Linked DNA regions of Mus musculus: all the other regions are linked to region 1. The links are chromatin contacts, called in public promoter capture Hi-C and targeted proximity ligation maps. All regions are on one chromosome and are shown on one strand. The core of a region is the stretch at or near the end of the contact, and the rest is flanking DNA. Distances in the headings are between cores, read along the strand shown.

Region 1 (2,716 bases), core at 87-2,586:
GTTGGCTCTAGTGCTGTTGGGGATGGGCCCTACTGGCTTGTGCACGCTAAGCAAGTGCTTCTACCACTAAGCTATGAATTTAGCCTCATCGATAAATATTTTGTCTTTTTTTTTTTTTCTTTTAAGACAGCGTCTGTTGTCGAGGCTGGCCTCAAATCGATGGGTTCAAGTGATCCTCCAACCTTTCCAAACAGTTGAGACCACAACTGTGTGCTAAACAACTCCTCCGGTGCCTTTTAGACTTCTCCAATGGCCCTTAGATCCTCCTGCCACTTGGGTGACCTGATATTAGTTACCTAACAATCATAGTCCCCAAATCTCTGACATCACCCACTAGACACCAGCAGACACAGCCAAGGGGGCTTAGGTGTGGCCAGGTATGATGGTGGGGAACAGCTACCAACTGGAAACAGGTTGGGACTCAGAACGGAACAAGAGATGGTACTGGTGGTGTCCCTGACAGGAAAGCGGAAATTTTGGGGCTTTTAATTTCCCCTAAGTTCCCACAACATTTCATTGTTGCTCAACACTGCCCCTCTTCCTTACAAAGGGTATTTCCGATTTCACTTCCTCCAAACTCATCTAGCCAGAAAGCTGCAACTTTTTACCCCATTCCGCAGCTGGCACCGCCTTGGTGAAAACTCCCCGCTAGGTCACGTCAATTGTTTCCATTGCCGTGTCCCTCTCCCATCAGTCTGAGTGGAGTCCCAGCGCACTCTTCCTCCTTCCTTACCGATATTCCTCTTCCCGGTGTCCTGTACTCCCTCGGCTTTCCCTATTCCCGCTGTCCTGTCCCTCTCCAGAGTCGCTAAAAGACCAAAGGGTGAGGCTCCCGATGCTTTTGGGAGTTCCTAGCCAGCGGAAACACTGCAGTTGGGGAGCGCAGCTGAAGTACTTGGGGGTGTCCGGAAGCCCACACGTGCTAGATGGTGCTCAGACTTAGTACATCTCGACGCCAGACTCTGGCACCCGCGACCGCCACACTTCCACGAGCCATCCCTCGAGGGGCGGAGCAAAACAGGTGCGGTTGCCAAGGCACCGCAGCCACGAGCTCGCGATATTTGAAATCAGCTAATGGGAAGCAGAAGAGGACGTGGCACGCGAATGGGGCGGGGCCTGGAGGGCTCTTCCCCCGCCTCCTCTCGGGCCAGCCTCGAGGCGGCGGCCAGCGTGCGGGAACGCCGGGCTCCGGCTTATTATAAAGGGGCGGCTCGACGAGGTTCGCGCGACCCTCGGCAGAGGGCGCTGTCGTGGTCCTCACGCCGGCCCTCGAGCCTGCGCCTGCGCGGTGCGGGCAGCGCCCCGCCCCCTGCCCCTCTGCCCTCCGCCGGCCGGCCGGCCCCTCCTCGGCCGCGCGCCCCAGTCCCGCTCAGCCACCGCTCCGTCCTGTAGCAGCCAGCCCCGTCTCCGGCATCATGTTCAGCTGGGTGAGCAAGGATGCCCGCCGCAAGAAGGAGCCGGAGCTCTTCCAGACGGTGGCCGAGGGGCTGCGGCAGCTGTACGCGCAGAAGCTGCTGCCGCTGGAGGAGCACTATCGCTTCCACGAGTTCCACTCGCCCGCGCTGGAGGACGCTGACTTCGACAACAAGCCGATGGTGCTCCTGGTCGGCCAGTACAGCACCGGCAAGACCACCTTCATCCGCCACCTGATCGAGCAGGACTTCCCGGGGATGCGCATCGGGCCGGAGCCCACCACCGACTCCTTCATCGCGGTCATGCACGGCCCCACCGAGGGCGTGGTGCCCGGCAACGCGCTCGTCGTGGACCCGCGGCGCCCCTTCCGCAAGCTCAACGCCTTCGGCAACGCCTTCCTCAACAGGTACCCACCCCTTGCCCCCCAGCGCGAGGATACCAAAGGCCTCCGGAGCCATTGCCCCCAGCCGGCCTTTGTCTCCGAGAGCCCCCGCCAGACCCTAGGCGACCACTCCCAGGGACACCGGCTTTGCTGCGTCCCACTAACTACCCGAGAGAAGTTAGAGACTAGGCATCGTCCACTCTTCTGGCTTCTGTCATTCCCAGAACCTTCCAGGTTTTCAGTTTAACTCTCACATCCTCCTGCAGACCCCAGACCTACTTCCCACAGAGCGGGGGGCTGCTGTGAGAAGATGAACCATTGCTGTCCCCCCTTTCTTGTTCCTCATTCTGGAGGCACCCAGCTCATTCTCATGAATCCCCCTCCTCCTCTGGGGTCCGTTTTTAAAGTGTGTGTCCTGGGAAACCTCGAGACTTAGATGTTCCTTTTGCTAGTGTGTCACTCTCTGCGTCACATCTCCAGGGACCAGTGGTTTTGTGTAGGAAGGGCGCGGAGGCTATGCTTTGGTCTGCTGATTTGGGGGCAGCCCCCTTTGAAGGCAGGGGATGAAGGAGTCCCAACACCCCTCCTAAAAGCAGCACTTACGTGAATGCCAAACCAGCCAGGAGTACAGGAGACAACCCTGTCTCAAACACAACAAAACAAAAAAAGCTTAAGTCAGTGTTGCCTCAGGAGACTTCAGGGACTTCAGGGGGTGGTAACACTGTGGCTCCTGAAATGACCAGACCCATAGTCTAGGATAGATTGGATAGACTTCGTGTGTCTCCTGGAGTCTCAGCTTAACCAGTTCCCGGTGAGTTAGAGTCAGCCCCTCAGGATGCTATGAATGAATCACAGTGGCCTGCCTGAGGAGCTCTTAACACCCAGGATCTTTAAGGGCATTGGGGCATCCCAGACTCCTCC
Region 2 (2,716 bases), core at 129-2,628, 820 kb before region 1:
GTAAGCCGCAGAGAGAGGCACTCAGCAGGCACATCAACAGCTCTGAATGCCTGAAGAGAGAAATTTGGGAGATAGCCCAGGTTTCTAGAACGAGATGGGTGCTGAGGCTGCCACGGAGATAAGAGTACAGGGAAACAGACTGGAGCTGAGAGGGATCTGTCTAGAAACCCTAAAATGTGCTCCGCCTAGGGACCAGAAGTGGAGTGGGAGACCTGGTCTTATAAACCAGGACCTCCTCCAGGACCTCCTCCCCCTGTCTCTAGGTAGCAACCCGCAAGTGCACTGAGATGAACTGGCTTTTGTAGAACTCATTTTCCCCCATTTTTCGAGACAGGATTTCTCTGTGTAGCCCTGGCTGTCCTGAAACTCACTCTGTAGACCAGGCTAACCTCCAATTCAGATATCTGCCTGCCTTCCAAGTGCTGGGATTAAAGGTTATACAGGGTTAATTTTATTAGTAATTATAGCCAGTAAGCTATATTTATGTATTATACAACAGTGCATACATATGTAGAGATCAGGTGATAAGGACTAGGTATACTGGTGGTTCCTATCCTGTAATCTCAATGCTTGGGAGGTTGAAGATCAAAGACTGCTGCCAATTTAGACTAGCCTGGACTACAAAGTAAGACCTTGTCTTAACAAACAAACAAAACAAAACCTGGAGCTGGTTCTTTCCTTACACAGTATGGGTGCAGGAGAACGAACTCAGGCTTGGTGGCTCCTGTGTAAATCTTTTACTGCCTCATGAAAAGACAAAGAAGACAGCCTTACTAGATGGGTGCCCCTGCAGATACCTACTTCCAGGCAGAGCTCTGAAAGACTTTAAGTGAAGTCACTAGCTTGTGTGTGGGTGTAGTATGTGGTGAAAAACTGGGGCTGGAGAGAAAGCTAAGTGGTTACAAGCAAGGAACCACAACCATATGTGCAACTAACTCATATTTGCCTGTAAATTTAACTCCAGGGGACCTGATACCTCAGGTCTCAAAGAACATTTGCACTCACACGTACACACCCTCTCCCCACATACACATTATTCAAAACAATAAAAATAAATACACTCCGGGAACAAGAAAAATGGTCATCTGTCTGTCTTATGGACAATGGAAGTAAGGGCCACATACACCTAGCAATCGCTACGATAGAACCTTGGAAACATTCTAATTTAGGATACAGGTCAAAACTGGGAGGCTCTGAGAAAACTGAGAAGATGGGAGTGACAGAAGGGGTTAACGGGAGAATCTGCAAGACAGGGTAGACTGAGAGAAGACTATCCCGACATCTTCCGAAAAACCGTTCACAGAGCTGAGCGGTGTCTCACTAGCTCCGTCCCGGAAGTGGTCCTTCATCAGCTCCGGGTGCCCGGAGCAAAATCTCCGAACTCCCGGAAGTCGCTCTGCGGCTACTCGCCCGGCCGGGGCCCGTACAAGCTCCAGCTTCGGGCGAACCCGGCCCGGGCATCGTCATGACCAGCGAACTAGACATTTTCGTGGGGAACACGACCCTTATAGATGAAGACGTGTATCGCCTCTGGCTGGATGGTTACTCAGGTCTGTGAGCCGCCCTCCCGGGAAGCTGTTGTTGGGGATCGGGAAGAGGGGGCGTGGCTAGGATTTAGGCTTGGTTTAGGGAAGTGGACAGACTGCGGGAAGTCGGGGAAGTGTAAGGATTGGAGGTGGAGGTGGAACCCCTGGAGGGCCTCTAGGGTCTTATGGTAGCGCCCACTCCTCAGTGAACGATGCAGTGGCTCTGCGAGTACGCTCCGGAATCTTGGAGCAGACGGGAGCCACCACAGGAGTGCTGCAGAGCGACACCATGGACCACTACCGCACCTTTCACATGCTTGAGCGTCTGCTGCACGCGCCGCCGAAGCTGCTGCACCAGCTCATCTTCCAGATTCCTCCCTCCCGACAGACACTCCTCATCGAGAGGTGCTCACCAGGGGTGGGGGACGGGGGTGGGTACTGGCAGGGATGTCAGTCAATCTGACTTATACCCATTTTGTAGACTGAAGCTGAGTCTGGGGGGAGGGTATTGGGATATACACAGGGGTAGATGGGGTGAACTCAGGAAATTAGAAAATTGAGAACAAGAGAAACCAATTCCAAACTCCCTTCTCCTTCCCTAATGGATCACCAATAATGACCTGTGCCTCCACAAGGTACTACACCTTTGATGAGGCCTTTGTTCGGGAGGTCTTGGGCAAGAAGCTGTCCAAGGGTACCAAGAAAGACCTGGATGACATCAGCACCAAAACAGGAATTACTCTCAAGAGCTGCCGGAGGCAGGTGGGTTCTACACATAACACCACTACCTGTCTAGCCCACCTCTGGATCCTTCTTACTACTCTAGCCCCACCTCTAGCCCGTGGTCTAGCCCATGATTGTGGAACCAGTTCCTTCTTCATATAAACCCTCTCCTCCCTCCACCTCCCCTCTGGCCAGGCGGACCAGGCTTAGGCTCAGTCTGACCGTGGCTTTCCTTTGCTTATAGATTTTCATTGGCTCCCACTGTCCTCGACCTTCAGACTCAGGTTGGGTCACTATAGACCTCTCTGGACTTAACATTTCTTGAGCCCCAAGTTTGTTTTTGTTCATGGTACTCCTGCCTAGAAGATGCTGTTCTTGGCCACATCTATCCCTTGAAATCGACAAGGGAGCTAGATCCTACCTTATCCATGAGCCGTTTTGGTAGCATTCATGCCTTGTCTTTAAGG
Region 3 (2,716 bases), core at 134-2,633, 630 kb after region 1:
TGCCTGTTACCAAACACACACACTAAGTACATGTTTAAAAGTTTTTCTTTTTTCTTCTTTTTATAAAGGGCCTTTAATCCTAACATTCGGGACGCAGAGTCAGACAGATCTCTAGGAGTTTGAGGCCAGTCTGGTCTACACACCAAGTTCCTGGCCAGCCAAGACTATATAGTAAGTCAACCTCTGTCTCTGTGTGCCCCCCCCCTTCCTTCCCTCCCTCCATCCCTCCCTTCCTCTCTCCCTCCCTCTCTCTTTCTCTAAAAATTAAGTCCAAAAACAGGAGAGGGGATAGGTTCAAGAATTCCCAGAAAGATCAAACAGAAGGGCGGGATCGGGGTGAGCATACATAGAGTGGAAACAGAAGTGGAAAAGATCAACCCAGGTCCCCAAGGGACCATGGCTCTTTCAAAAGATGAGATGAAATGGAGTTTAGTACAATCACAAAAGTGCTGGGGCTTTGGGGAAAGGGTTGGAAAAGCTGCCAAGCGGCAAAAGAGGCATTTTAAGAATGTGGGAAATGACATAGCATTCGGTCGCTTGAAAATGGTGGGGACTTGTCCCTGGACGTGGCATAGATGTGAGAGGGCAGCTCAAGAAATGTCCCAGGACGGAGAAGCAGAGACAGGGTCTTACAAAAAACATGACAAGAAGAAACGTCAAGGAGGACAGCCCGAGACCCCGCGTGGAACCCAAAGAGACGCGATAGGCTGGACCCAGGAAAGGTAAAACCGGTCACCTTGATCGGGGCCATGGTCACCGCGGAGCTGCTGAAGCTGCGGGCTCCGCCACACTCCCAACCTGCTTCTTTCCGGCCTGCTCTGCCTGCCAAGCACGTCGATGCACGGAGCACAGAACTGGCTTTGCAGCCCAGGACTCGAAGCCCCAGCTGTAGCATACCCGCCCCGCTGCCGCAGCCCACCCGCAGATGGCTCTGCCCACAGGAGGTGGATGCAGGGACAGCTCCGCCCACGCCGCACGTCCCACGTCGCAGCCACAGCGCCGGCTTAGAGGGGCAGGGCCGTGACGCACTACGACGCGGCGGGGCTCTCAGGGCTCGCACACCTTCTTCAATCGCAGAAAGAGGTGCCTGGTTTACCGACGTGACAGTTCGTGACCCATAGCCGCAAACAGAGGTCGGGGATGATCTGGCTGAGCCTCAAATGTGTTCGTTTTACCTGCGCCGTAACGCAGCCGGTTTACACGTGACTTGCATAGTGTGTACTCTCTTCAGCGAGCGGGATTCGGCGTAAGCCTTTGCAGTCTCCCCGAGAAACGCTTCCGGTACCAGGACGTGACCCAACACAGTCCTTCCGATCTCGGCTGCCGCCAAGCCCCCCAAAAGGTCCCCTAAGTCGGCCACTTCCGGTCCGGCGAAGAGTTCAACGGCTTCAAAGCGGAAGTGGTAGAAAGGAGAAGTGTGGACTCCTTCCGGTTCCGGCCTCACGCGCTCCGCTGTGACAACATGAAACTGCTCACCCACAATCTCCTAAGCTCCCATGTGCGGGGCGTGGGCACGCGTGGCTTCCCGCTGCGCCTGCAGGTAACTGCACAAGGGTTCATCGCCCATATAGTTCAGGGTGGAGCCTCCGGGACCCGGACCTACCTCGCTAAACCTTTTTACCGCCCCCCCCCCCCCGCAGGCCACTGAGGTCCGCATCAACCCCGTGGAGTTCAACCCGGAGTTCGTGGCGCGGATGATCCCCAAAGTGGAGTGGGCGGCGCTTGTGCAGGCAGCGGACACCGTAAGGACCCCGCCCCTTCTGTCGCCCCTTGGGGGCGGGCTCAGGCTCTGAGCCTCTTCCCTGCCCGGACGGCCTCGGTGTTCGTGTGCCCACTGACCACGTACGCTTCCTTTCCACAGTTAAACTTGGCCGAGGTACCCAAAGAGCCGACTGAAGGCTATGAGCACGACGAGACATTTTTGAGGAAGATGCACCACGTGTTGCTTGAGGTGAGAATCCTTGGGCATCGCCTGCCCAGACCTCCCACTGAGGCTACCGGTGCTTAGCTTTGTCCTGCTCCCCTGCAGGTTGATGTACTGGAGGGCACCCTGCAATGCCCAGAATCTGGTCGTCTTTTCCCCATCAGCCGCGGGATCCCCAATATGCTGTTGAATGATGAGGAGACTGAGACGTAACCTTGCTAGCCGCCACTTTGGTATTTTGTTGACTGTGTGTTTCTGTTGTACGGTCTGTTAAATAGACGTGTCATGTGTGACCCCCAAACTCCCCCCAGTGACTCACCGACCACCGTGTACTTGAGCTCCATAGTATATTTTTTTTCTCATTAAAGGTTCAAAACCAAAAGCGGTTTCTCTTTGCAGCAAATATACATTAAAATAGAGTCTCTGTACAGCCAAGGGCTCTGGGCCCTGGCTTGCCCCATGGCCCTGCGCCTCCCTGGCCAAACCCAAAAATAAATATAGTGTTATTGCTCTGCAGGGCATAGAGGCAGTGCTGTCCCCCACCCCTTGAGGTGGGAGCTGATAGGGGGCCCTGGCCACCCCTGGGGTCCAGGGGCTGGAGCCTGCTTGGAGTTATTGCTTCAAGGGGGGGCAATAATGCCCAATGCGGATGAGGAGAGGAGCGAAGGGACGGGGCCTTTGCTTTCCAAGCCCCCCTCTGCTCCGGAGAGGAGATCGGATTAAGCAGCAGCAAAAGCATCACCCAGTGGGAGCCGGCGGCCTCCATCCCTTCCCTCCCTGAGATCAGTGTCT
Region 4 (2,716 bases), core at 91-2,590, 610 kb before region 1:
CACAGGTTGAGAACTGCTGCTTCTGGACTTGTCAGAGCTGCACCTGCCTACTCTGCCCGTGTGCGTAGGAGTAAGGCAGCCTTGTGAGGGGAGACGGGAGAGGCTCAAGGTCTCACAGGATGTAAGGCTGAAACACCCAAGGCCCCAGGGACCTACTAAGTGCGGAAATGTGGTGAAGCTACACTAGGCAGGTGCAAAAGGTGTGAGAAGGCCGAGCCTACCTCGGCGTGAGCTAGGAATGGAGCCAACAGCTGGGGCAGGGGCAGGCCTCCATTAGTACTTTTTTTTGCATCATCCAGTGGCATCAAGGGGGCCAGGCTGGGAGGGGACAGGGAGCAGCTCCACGGTGCCCCTCAGCTGGGTCTCCAGAACCAAACAAGAGCAGACCTCCTCAGGGTCTTCCTGTCTGTCTGTCTGTCTTCTAGGATAAGCTCTGATGCTGCACTTCATGAGTTCTTTGAAGACTCCTTGGAAACTGAAAGGTGAAGCCAACTATGTCCGTGTGTGAACTGTGCAGGCCCCAGGTCCATAGACCAAGCTGTGGGCACAGACTGAGGCCGCAGTGCCGGGAGGAGCCCTGGGAATGTGTGCAGCCCAGTCCAGGAGCTCCCTCTTGTTCTGGCCCTGCCTTAAGGGGTGTACTTGGGCTCTGCCCCCCACCCCTCATCTTCACACAAGGTCCATTGAGGCCAGGACATTCCTTGCAGCCTGTGTCACTGAGGGGGGAAAAGGGGGGTGCCCCGCCCCCACAGATCCGGAAGGCCTGGCTGCCCCAGGAGGAGGCGCTGGATGCTTCCCAGCACATCTGGAGGTCGTGACCCTATTTCTGTTGCCAGGGAGTGCTGCAGATGTTTCCTCCCAGGCCAGACTCAGGATTGCAAAGGCTGGGAAAGAGGTCACACTGGGAAAAGGGGAGCCCCAGAATAGGGGGAGCCCCACACACTCAGCAGCAGGAGCAGCTGCCAGCATTGCTGAGAAAAGTCCAGAACCAATGAATCCACTCAGTGGAGCTCTGAATCTGCTCATGCAGAGGAGGGAGTGGGAGCTGCCAGCAGGAGACAGAACACTGGACGTGCTGACTCGGGGCTGGACTGGGGCAGGAGGTTGGGTGGGGTACGTGTAGCGAAAGCAGCCAATAGTCCCGTTCCTCCCCACACTACAAGGGTTCACGTCCAGGCTACTTTGTTGGGTATCCAGCCCGAACCTGGTGCCTCCCGATCCCTGATCCCGCCAGTACCTCTCGGGCTCAAGCTGGCCACCGCTGCCTTCCGCACCAAGGTCCCGCTGCCTGCTCACACCGCTCCCGGCGCCTCCGCTCCGCCTGGGGGCGGGGCCAGGATGGAGGCGGTACGTAGTGGAGGGGCGGGACTACCCGGGAGCTGTCTAAGGCGGGAAGCACAGTGGGTGGGGACCTCCGACAGGAACCTAGGCAGCCCCGGACAGCCTGAAGTTCTCTGTCCCAGCCTTCAGCTGCTCTTTTAACTCCCGGTCCTAGCCCAGTCAGTGACTTCACCGAGAAATGGGAACAAATGTACCTGCCTTCCAGACCAATTGGAGCGCTAGAGGCCACTTAGTGTCCTGCTGTGGCTCAGCAGACAGCAGGTATTAGGGCCAGAAACTATTTCACTCTTTAAGGGCTGGGCCAAGCTAGATAACTGATCTACACAGGCTACCATTTATGCAATGGCGAACACCATTAAATCCAGCACTCTGAAGGCAGAGGCAGGTGGATCTGAGGTCAAGGCCAGCCTGATGTACATAGGGAGTACATAGTAAGCCCCTGTCTCAAAAACGAAATAGAATCCTTTCTATTCACCTGTTATTTTCTTTAAGCTTGGAACAAATGAGGTTGAGCAGTCTTTGATCAAGATCAAGGCTGATGGATGTGTGAGCCACCTGGGCATAGAGGACTGCTTGAAAAGCAGAGGCTCAGCTCTCTCCTTTATCCTCTCACTTCTTTCTCCTCTTCCCTTTGTCTTTTCTCTCCTTTCTCTTTCTTCTTCTCTAGCCTTCCCCGTCCCCACACACTCTCTCTCTCTACCTTTTCTCTTCCCCCCTGCATTTCTATAATAAAGCTCTTAAACCATTAAAAAAAAAAAAAAAAAAAGAAAGGCAGAGGCAGGTGAGGAAGGCAGCCCATCCCACCTCATGTCTGCCTGGAGCCCAGCAGTCTGACCCCTTATCCCTCACACTCTTCTGACTTCAGCCTCCCTGCCTCCGGCACCTCTACCAACCTCACCTCGTCCCACAGAAAATAAAACTGCCAACCAAAATCAAAAATAGTGTTATTAATTTGGTGTCTCTGAAGCACAGAAAAAAAAAGAAAGAAAAATGACAAAAGAACGAATGAACCCACCCTTGCCACATATCGGGCCCCAGGTCCAGGCTAAGGAGGCCAGCCTTGGGGGCAGTGCAGGCCCCAGAGGCAAAGTCAGTCCTGGCCATGGGCTCCAATGAGGGACCAGCCCATGGGTTTGGCTCTTAGGGCCTGGCTAGGAGGCTGCTGCCTCAGTTTGGGATCCAGGCCACGGATCAGGGAGAGAAGTCTAGGTCACTGAGTTGTGACACTGAAGTAGCCAGATATCAGGGTGCAGACACCAGAGCCAAAGCCAATCAGTTCTGTAGTCCAGCAGAGTCCGAGTTACTGAGTCCCGGGATGCGATCCAGCAGAGGCCAGGCTGACTCCTCAGTACTGATGCTCCAGCAAGGGCTGGGC
Region 5 (2,716 bases), core at 157-2,656, 590 kb after region 1:
ACTGCCAATGTTCCATTAGCTTTATATATATTTAACAATAATTTTTAAAAGTTTCTTTTGCAATATCAGAGCATAACCATAATTTTGGAAGACAAAACCAATTTTTAACAGTGTAAACAATCGAGTCTCTCTAAAATCAATACCAAGTGCATTATTTTCATGTTACAAAGTTTGGTGCCAGTTCTTGTATATGAATGCATGACAGTGCAACTTCTAATACCTCATTAAAGAAACATTGTTTTAAATTCTATCTTTTATAAGTCCGGTTTCTAGGACAGAAATTACATATTGGGTGGGGGAGCGTGTGGGGGACTTTTGGGATAGCATTGGAAATGTAAATGAAATAAATACCCAATTTAAAAAAAGAAATTACATATTATCCCAATTTAGAGACATATTTCCCTGGGTTGGCTCATGCCATGTGTTCTGTTGCCCAAAATGACTCCAACCCTGAGTTTCCAGGTTTTTTTTTTGGGGGGGGGGGTTGTTTTGTTTTTAATTTATTGACGACCTTCCCCAGTAGAAACACTGTTCCTTTTTTTTTTTTAAGGAAATTTATTGTTATATGTAAGTACACTGTAGCTGTCTTCAGACACACCAGAAGAGGGCATCAGATCTCATTACGATGGTTATGAGCCACCATGTGGTTGCTGGGATTTGAACTCAGGACCTTCAGAAGAGCAGTTGGTACTCTAACCGCTGAGCCATCTCTCCAGCCTGAGTTCCCAGTTTTAAGCCAACTTTCTGTTGCCAATGTTACAAAATTTTAACCATACCCAATAACTTATAAGCCAATAATCTGTAACCACATGCAGAACATATTTATACATTTAGGACCAGTCAGAAAAAAAACATGTAGCAGCTACCCATATTTACATATTTAGGTTAGACAGACAGAATTTTCTTAGTTTTTTTTCTAGCTGTAATTTCTTTTGTTGTTGTTGTTTCAAGACATGGTTTCTCTGTGTAGCCCTGACTGTCCTGGAACTTACTCTGTAGACTAGGCTGGCCTCGAACTCAAAAATCCGCCTGCCTCTGCCTCCCAAGTGCTGGGATTAAAGGCATGTGCCACCACTACCCAGTTCTAGCTGTAATTTCAAGAGAGGAACACCTTGTCACCTTCTAAACCCAATAGTCACAGTCAGATTTTTGTAGGAGAAACAGCTTCCTCACAGAGAAGTTTATGAAACACAGAGCAACAATCAAGAAACAAAATGAAACCACAGACATAAACTGACAGGCATGGACAGACTGGCACTCCAAAGATAGACATTAGCCAAAGAGGGAAGAGAACCAGATGTCTCACCAAAGGGACCCAGAACCAGGACTAGGCAGAGAGGAAGCCAGAGGACTAGGCAGAGAGGAAGCCAGAGGACTAGGCAGAGAGGAAGCAGGCAGGACGTCTCCTGACCTCCTCTTGACCCTAGGAGAGCGCTGGGAACAGCTTACTTTCACTTTCCTTCTCTTTCACCAAAGCGTGAAACACTTCCGGGAGGGGGGTGACTGAAACCCACTTCTCCCTCTCACGTCTAAACTCTCTCTGTCTATGGGAATTTTTTCAGGACCATGTGTTGGATAGTAAGTACCCTGTCATCCTCTCTCCTGCTTTCTTCCATGTCTGTAAATTTATCATATCTTCCTCAGGGAACCAGGGACAAATTTCTTTTTTTTTTTTTTTTTTTTTAGTTCTGAGTTTTTATTTATTTTTTTTCCATTTTTTATTAGGTATTTAGCTCATTTACACTTCCAATGCTATACCAAAAGTCCCCCATACCCACCCACCCCCACTCCCCTACCCACCCACTCCCCCTTCTTGGCCCTGGCGTTCCCCTGTACTGGGGCACATAAAGTCTGCGTGTCCAATGGGCCTCTCCAGGGACAAATTTCTATAAAAAGCAGAAACTGGGTAAGCTGTTTTTGACTTATTTTCACTCCTCTAGATTTTAGCCTCTGAGCATATGTACAAAAAGCATTCTATTACCCTGCCCATCTTACACAGGGTTTACTCACCACTGGCCCAGATTTTCTTTATTTTCTTATGCACTGGCTTCCAATTCCTGAGATGTCCTTCACTGAGCCCTCACATTGTGGTAACCACCTGACCCGGCCCACTCAGTCAGTCAACAAGGTCTCCAGGGAGGGATCGAGGATTAAAGAAAGAAAAGACAGTTAGACACGATGATAGTATAACTCTAACAAGCACCAAAGCAGGTTTATTTTTTCCCAAGCTGCTTTTATATCACTCTTAAGTACATGCAAAACAAAGGGTCAGTTCTTGGTCAAGGAAAAACAAGGTATAAACAAAAGTCCCGCAATCATTGTATCCAGACTTTTGAGATGATCAAGATAAAAGGAACACTTTCCTCAGCTGTATTTATCTTGAGCCCACTTTCTTGTCCTAAGCCAATGTCAAATATTCTTGCCAATATCCTTGAAGCAGCACCAAGAGCTCTCTGCATGCTTCAACTGTCCACAATAGCTGATTATGATTTGCCTCGTGCTCTAGCAGAAGCATAGTTTTGCCAGCAGATAATTTCTGTGACTGTGTGATATCTACAATTCTGGGGACTTTTCAGAAGTTACATAAATGCTAGGGTCCCCGTAGGTGGGTTGCTGGTTAGTGGTCATTTTAGGGAAGTTGGTTGTAGCTTGTTAATAGTCATGGTCAAGAAAGAAACAAAAAGAAAGAAATTAGATTCAGGGATTTTCCTAACTC
Region 6 (2,716 bases), core at 109-2,608, 590 kb before region 1:
AGGCGATAGTTCACAGTCTTGATGGTAGCAAAGATGACAGCTACCACCAGGCAGTACACTCCAGCCACCATCAGGCTGGGGGGCAGGACCTGGAGATGACAGTTAAGTTGGATCCTTTCTCACAAAACCCTTGCTCCCTTGAGGGTGTACCTGCCACCACTGTAAAGAACTAGGATTCATCGGTTTACAAAACTTCATCACCCCTTCATGCAACAGTACAAAGAGCCCTGTTAGGGGTAGCCCTCTGTTTAACCGGGTAGATTAAATGAGGCGCTCAAGGTCACTCCATGCAGAAAAGACTTGGTCTTTCCTCTATATAAAACCAAAGTAAACTCTACAGTGAACTCTACAGTGACTCGCTTCACTCCACGCCCCAGGACTCAAGATGCCCATCCCTCCAGACTACACTCCCTCTCGCCATAGTTACAGGTGGTGGCAGCCTCTCACCATGTACAGCAAGAAGGGAAAGATGAGCAAGAAGATCCAGACATAGAGATGGAAGCAGTTGGAGAAGGTGCTCTGATGCGGATCGAAGAACCATCCCCCAGTGAGCGAGGCCCACACCCCCTGGCGCAGGATCTGCAACACCTGAGACCCCATGGCCCAGCCGCTGCTGCGCACGCCCTCCTCCCGGGACCCTCATGGGGGCGGCCCCCGGCCCATGCCCCGCTGGCGCCCGAGGGTCCCGGGGTCCGACTTAGATTTCACGCCATGGCCTCCCCCAGACGGGGGAGGGGATTGGTAGGGTGAGGGCACAGGCAGGGGGCGGGGCCGGCCCAGGCAGTCAGCGGATCAGGCCGGGATACTGGGGTGGGACTGCATCAGAGGCGGGGCCTGGGCCCCCTCCGGTGGCCCAGAACTGTTGTAAAGCGCCGAGCCTGAAAGCAGGCGCAGGGCAAGGGCTGGGCACCCGTCGGCGGCATCCAGAGGTGGGCGTGGAATAGGTGCTCTCGGAGTGCCAGTGATAGGTCCCTTGGCTCCGGACCGGAGAAATCCTTGGGACCCTGAGGTCCACTTCCGGGGTCGCAGGTCACTCGCTTGGGGCTCTGCGTTCGCCCCGCTTCTACCGGTGCCGGCGCAAAGGGGAGGCCGGAAGAAGGAGCCGCGAGCTGCCAGCCTGCACTGGCGCATGCGCCCGTTAGAACCTGTTGGGACCCGGAAAAGGAAAACCTGGCGGCAGAAGTGCGCAAGCGCGGAGAAGTAGCGAAGTGACGGGATGCAGAGGTATCTTAGGCGCGCGCGCAGTCAAATTCTAGAGCCACCAAAATATGGGACGGCCGGGTGAGTCGCCATTGGGTAACGACTTGATGACTGGCGCAAAGCTTTTCCAATGCGTTACAGGAGGCGGGGAAAAGCTGGAGAATGGGACTCCTCACGGCTACTTCCAGTTTGCGTTACCGGGTCACACCCCCGACTTGGGCCGCCTCTCCTTAGTGCGAGACCGTAAATCATGGTTGTCGCTTGGCTTACGCCTCTACTTCCGGGTCAGAGCTTAGCCGAAGCAGAGAGTGATCCTGATCAGGCCTGAGTAGTCGAACAGGATGACATAGGCTTTCTTAAAGTAACAGACACAGGACAAGTGATGAACTAACGAAGAGGTTGTTGAAGGCCCTTCAACTCTGAATCTAATCCCGGGCAAAGTTCTGAACGACAGTTTCAGGTTTTTGCCTCTCGGGTGAAAGGAAGATAATTTTAAATGGTTCCAAGAGCTTCAAGTGTAAGCCGATTTTGAAGTCCCAAACTTCTCTGTTCACATCCCCCTCTAGCACTGAAAAGCAGGGTATCTTGTTATTTCATATATGGAAAGAACGAATCTTAAAGAGCTCTGCAACTTCGTAGCCAAGACCAGATTTTGGTTTTGAGGCAATCACAAGGGTGATTTGGCTGATGAGAATTCAGACACAAGGATTCTTCTCTGTCTTTGCAGAGATCCACTTCGACCGTGAGCAGAGGAGCACCTAACGTAAGGCTTAGAGTTGTGCCGGTGTGTTTGGGGGCGGGGGAGGCGGGAGGAACTACCTGGCCCGCCTTCTACCTCTCTTGGCCAACCTCCCCGGGAACTCCCGTGCACAGCTGCCGGGAGCCTCCGGGAGGGGAGCGGTGCAACCCGCCCACGTCATCTGATGCTGTTTCCTGCAGGAGGGAGAAGAGCGGAAAAAAGTGAAACTCCACCCTCCACCTCTGCCTCCCGCCCCCGGGGCCAAAGTACAAAGGGAGGAGGAAGAAGGGACCGGGGTCGGAGCTGTCGGGGCCCAAGGCACTAGCCCAAGAAGAGGTAGCTTCGGCTCAACTGGGGACTTTCTCTTACCTCTTGTGCCTGGAGACAACAACCAGAGTCCGGGCGCTGACCCTGGCAGGCCCCACCTTACGGTAGGCGGGCGCTGAAGCCAGGTTCCCAGGACTACTTCGGAACTGAGGGACTCTGCTGCTCCAATTCAGCCATGGTGAGGCGCCGGAGGCCAGTGGGCCCCACCCCTCCAGCCTGACCACACTGCCCTTGGTGCCCTCCTCCAAAAGCCCGAGATGCGGGGGGCCGGGAGGCGACACTCCTGGCTCCCCAGAGAGGCGTGGGTCTGGGGCTGAGGGCCAGGGCCCGGATGCCCAGGTTCCGGCTCTAGGGCCTCACAAGCCAGCGGGGGTGGATACCACGGGCACCCGAAGAAGGTCCCCCACACATTCCAACGCCGGCTCCCTGCCATGGAGCCCTTGAAGAACC
Region 7 (2,716 bases), core at 128-2,627, 560 kb after region 1:
ACCTTGTGCAGGTGTTCCAGGGCCAGCACAATCTCGCCCCCATACACTCGAACCTCAGCCTCCTTGAAGTACTGGCGCTGGTAGAGGTGAGTGAACATCTCACCACCGCTCACGTAGTCTGGGAGTGAGGAGACGTTGAAATGTTTCCCTACAAGGTAGCCTAATCTAACTCCCGTCCCTCTCCAAAGCTGAGATGTGACAGGCCCTCACCCAGGATGAGGTGCAGCTTGGCATCCGTCTGGAAGGCGTAGTGCAGTGTGACCAGGAAGGGTGCTTGGCGAACCAGCTCCAGCACCGAGCGTTCGGTGCGGGTATGCTCCTGTGTCTTCGCGCGCTGCACCAACGCCGCCTTGCGTAGCACCTTCATGGCATAGAGCTTGCCCGCGTCGTGCCCACCCGTCTTCCGCACCAGGAACACCTTCCCATAGGCTGTGGGAGCAGCAAGCAAGCGGTTGGAAGGTGGGCTGTAAGTGCGAGGGCGGTGCAGACTGGTGGGAAGGGGGGTGCAAAAGGCTGACAGAGCCTTCTAAGGAGAAGGTGAGCCCTCCCTGGAGGGTGCTCGGTTAAGCCTGAAAAGCAATTTGCAGTGCAAACTAGCCTGGGGAGCTTGCAACTCCAGAAGGCCTGCGGGGCGGGGAAGGGGCGGGGCACGTGCAAACCTGGGATGATCAAGAGAGCTGAGAAAAGATGAAAACGCTGGCACCGGAGGCAGAGGCGCGCTCCCAGTCAGCGGAGGGATGTGCAAACCCGGACTGGGGAATTTGCAAAATACAAGAGTGGGGCTCGCAAGGGAAGATGGGGAGAGAAGCTGTGCAAAGCTCTTGGGAGGGAGTCAAAACCCCAAAGAGGCTAGGAAATCGCGGCAGGGGGCACGCACGCATAGGACTTTGCAGAGAAGAGTCCTGTCAACGTGGACGCCCGGCAAGTAGGCTCGGAACCCTGGTACGGTAGGGCGGGGCGGGCAAGGGGAGCTATGCCGGGAAAGGGTGGGGGGACCTCCCCAGCAACCAGGCCCAGGCCCAGGTCCAGGCGAGTGGGCGGGCAGAAGGCCCAAAGCACCATGCCAGTGAAAGCGGTTTCTCACCTCCCGTGCCCAGCACCTTGAGCAGCGCGAAGTTCTCCACGCTCACCTTCTCCTCATGCCCGGTGAGGTTGGCTGCGGACACAGGGGGGCGAGTGAGCCCAGAGGGTCGCTGACTCTTGCCACCCGTCCGGGAGAGCCGCCTCGGGATCCGGCACCCACCTTCGGTGATCTGCAGCTCCACGGCGCAGCCCTCGTCCTCATCCTCGTCTCCCATGGCGGGCGGGTCGCTGGGGCCCGCGCGGCTGGGGCTACGGGCGGCGCCGGTTACATGGCGGCTCCGGCCGGGGCGGGTGCTTCCTGGTGCCGCCTCTGGGGCCGAGCGGGCGCCGGCACCGCCTCCCGGCTCCCAGCCCGCCCCGTGCGGCCTGAGTCAGGCGGCTGGAACGTGACGGAGCGGGGCTGCGGGTGGGAAGCATCAGACGGTGGCAGGGTCTCCTGGCCCCGGGACCAGTGAGAGCCGTGCAGGGCCTTTGGGTGACATGTGGCTGCAGCTGGAGTAAGCCTCCTAGCCAGGTGTCTGTCCAGCAGGATATGGAGGACACTAGAGGTCTGTGTCCCAGGATTTGAGGAGGGCTGCCCACCCAGGCTGATGGAGCCCTCCCTCCCACGTGGCAGCCTTGCCTCTTCTGCTCCTCTTAGCCAACAGACACAAATCACAGCCCACTTCCTTCTTTAGGACCACTCGTTACACTCGTTAAGCTCAGCAAATACACTGGAGATCTTTATATTCCCTGGACACAGGAGCCCTAGGCTCTTGATGCTGGGCCGGCAATGGGCATCCTGAGAGTACACTTCAGAAACAGGAAGCCACTTTACATGGGTAAAGTTGCTTTTGCCCCAAAGGAGACCAACTGAGTTGGATGCCTAGTTCCCTCCCACATGGTAAAAAGAAAGAACCGACTTCCACAAGCTGCCCTTAGATCTAAGTGCCTGCACCTACATACAATGCAAACATATGGCATAATATAAAATAAATGTAATTTCAAAAAGAATTAAAGAGGGAGCCTGCAGGGCTGATTGCACAAGGACCCCACTCCACCTTTCCCAGGGAGCCCCACCCTCCCTGGGGCAGCCTCGGGTGCCCTGACTCACATCCTGCCACCCAGCCTAATTGTCCCTGTATTCGTTTGCTTCTTTGTTGCTGTGATAAAACGTTCTGACTTAAAGCAGCTTGGGGAAGGGGCAGTTATTTGGTTTGCAGGCTACAGTCCATAACTGAGGGAAGTCAAGGCAGAAACTCAAGGCTGGAACCTGGAGATCAGAACTGAAGCAGAGACCATGGAGGAGCACTGCTTATGATGAGGAGCACTGCTTATGAGGAGCACTGCTTACTGACTTTCATCCCTTGACTTTTTCAGCTAGCTTTATTACATAACCCAAGCCCATCTAGCTAGGGATGTATCACCCACAGTGACTTAGGCCTTCCTATAATCAATTTGCAATCAAGAAAATGCCTCCACAAATATGCCCATGGGCTAATCTGCTGGAAGCAGTCTCTCAGCTGTGAGGTTCCCTCTACCTAGGTGTCTAGTTTGACAAAAGAACTATGACATTTCACCCCGTCAGCTCGTCTGTGTTAAAGCATAGCCTTTCCTTTCTTATTTGTCCTTAAGGTCTCATGCTAGCATCCCA

What was found. Promoter capture Hi-C pulls out the DNA fragments that hold promoters and counts their contacts. Capture Hi-C pulls out chosen DNA fragments and counts their contacts.
Region 2: a promoter capture Hi-C map of liver shows a contact between it and region 1, with 4 times the contacts expected there. A contact is called at or near these places in 5 of 39 promoter capture datasets (the SN4741 cell line, embryonic stem cells, liver and 1 more), 2 of 130 datasets of targeted methods (pancreatic cancer cells and trophoblast stem cells) and 2 of 9 other capture datasets (adipose tissue and liver).
Region 3: a targeted proximity ligation map of pancreatic cancer cells shows a contact between it and region 1. A contact is called at or near these places in 4 of 130 datasets of targeted methods (extraembryonic endoderm stem cells, large pre-B cells, memory CD8 T cells and 1 more).
Region 4: a promoter capture Hi-C map of pre-B cells shows a contact between it and region 1, with 4 times the contacts expected there. A contact is called at or near these places in 9 of 39 promoter capture datasets (the SN4741 cell line, embryonic stem cells, fetal liver and 5 more), 2 of 130 datasets of targeted methods (large pre-B cells and pancreatic cancer cells) and 1 of 9 other capture datasets (liver).
Region 5: a targeted proximity ligation map of bone marrow-derived dendritic cells shows a contact between it and region 1, with 4 times the contacts expected there. A contact is called at or near these places in 3 of 130 datasets of targeted methods (bone marrow-derived dendritic cells, embryonic stem cells and pancreatic cancer cells).
Region 6: a contact with region 1 is called in a targeted proximity ligation map of memory CD8 T cells, with 38 read pairs. A contact is called at or near these places in 3 of 39 promoter capture datasets (embryonic stem cells, liver and pre-B cells), 1 of 484 Hi-C or Micro-C datasets (embryonic stem cells), 2 of 130 datasets of targeted methods (memory CD8 T cells and pancreatic cancer cells) and 2 of 9 other capture datasets (adipose tissue and liver).
Region 7: a promoter capture Hi-C map of hippocampal neurons shows a contact between it and region 1, with 4 times the contacts expected there. A contact is called at or near these places in 1 of 39 promoter capture datasets (hippocampal neurons), 1 of 484 Hi-C or Micro-C datasets (B cells) and 3 of 130 datasets of targeted methods (bone marrow-derived dendritic cells, kidney and pancreatic cancer cells).

Annotation. Positions count from the first base shown.
Region 1 is chr19:6,275,560-6,278,275 of GRCm38.p6, forward strand. Ehd1 (EH-domain containing 1) reads left to right here and starts at 1,337. Exons shown (of 5, transcript NM_010119.5): 1 at 1,337-1,819. The coding sequence starts at 1,416. Gm14963 (predicted gene 14963) reads right to left here and starts at 1,019. Exons shown (of 2, transcript NR_168273.1): 1 at 734-1,019.
Region 2 is chr19:5,459,229-5,461,944 of GRCm38.p6, forward strand. It overlaps Fibp (fibroblast growth factor (acidic) intracellular binding protein), which reads left to right and starts at 1,379. Exons shown (of 10, transcript NM_021438.4): 1 at 1,379-1,550; 2 at 1,733-1,931; 3 at 2,162-2,288. The coding sequence starts at 1,466.
Region 3 is chr19:6,908,723-6,911,438 of GRCm38.p6, forward strand. It overlaps Prdx5 (peroxiredoxin 5), which reads right to left and starts at 1,384. Exons shown (of 6, transcript NM_012021.3): 1 at 737-1,384. The coding sequence starts at 895. It overlaps Trmt112 (tRNA methyltransferase 11-2), which reads left to right and starts at 976. Exons shown (of 4, transcript NM_001166370.1): 1 at 976-1,540; 2 at 1,641-1,742; 3 at 1,862-1,951; 4 at 2,030-2,306. The coding sequence starts at 1,463. The coding sequence ends at 2,137. Esrra (estrogen related receptor, alpha) reads right to left here. Exons shown (of 7, transcript NM_007953.2): 7 at 2,255-2,716.
Region 4 is chr19:5,662,367-5,665,082 of GRCm38.p6, forward strand. It overlaps Sipa1 (signal-induced proliferation associated gene 1), which reads right to left and starts at 1,341. Exons shown (of 17, transcript NM_001164480.1): 1 at 1,238-1,341. It overlaps Pcnx3 (pecanex homolog 3), which reads right to left. Exons shown (of 35, transcript NM_144868.3): 35 at 2,269-2,716. The coding sequence ends at 2,687.
Region 5 is chr19:6,868,200-6,870,915 of GRCm38.p6, forward strand. No RefSeq gene overlaps it. Among named protein-coding and RNA genes, the nearest start is that of Ccdc88b, 11 kb to the left of the region's middle.
Region 6 is chr19:5,687,550-5,690,265 of GRCm38.p6, forward strand. Pcnx3 (pecanex homolog 3) reads right to left here and starts at 1,359. Exons shown (of 35, transcript NM_144868.3): 1 at 448-1,359; 2 at 1-89. The coding sequence starts at 600. Map3k11 (mitogen-activated protein kinase kinase kinase 11) reads left to right here and starts at 1,582. Exons shown (of 12, transcript NM_022012.3): 1 at 1,582-1,717; 2 at 1,928-1,963; 3 at 2,140-2,716. The coding sequence starts at 2,698.
Region 7 is chr19:6,839,250-6,841,965 of GRCm38.p6, forward strand. It overlaps Rps6ka4 (ribosomal protein S6 kinase, polypeptide 4), which reads right to left and starts at 1,378. Exons shown (of 18, transcript NM_019924.2): 1 at 1,244-1,378; 2 at 1,085-1,156; 3 at 211-429; 4 at 3-118. The coding sequence starts at 1,298.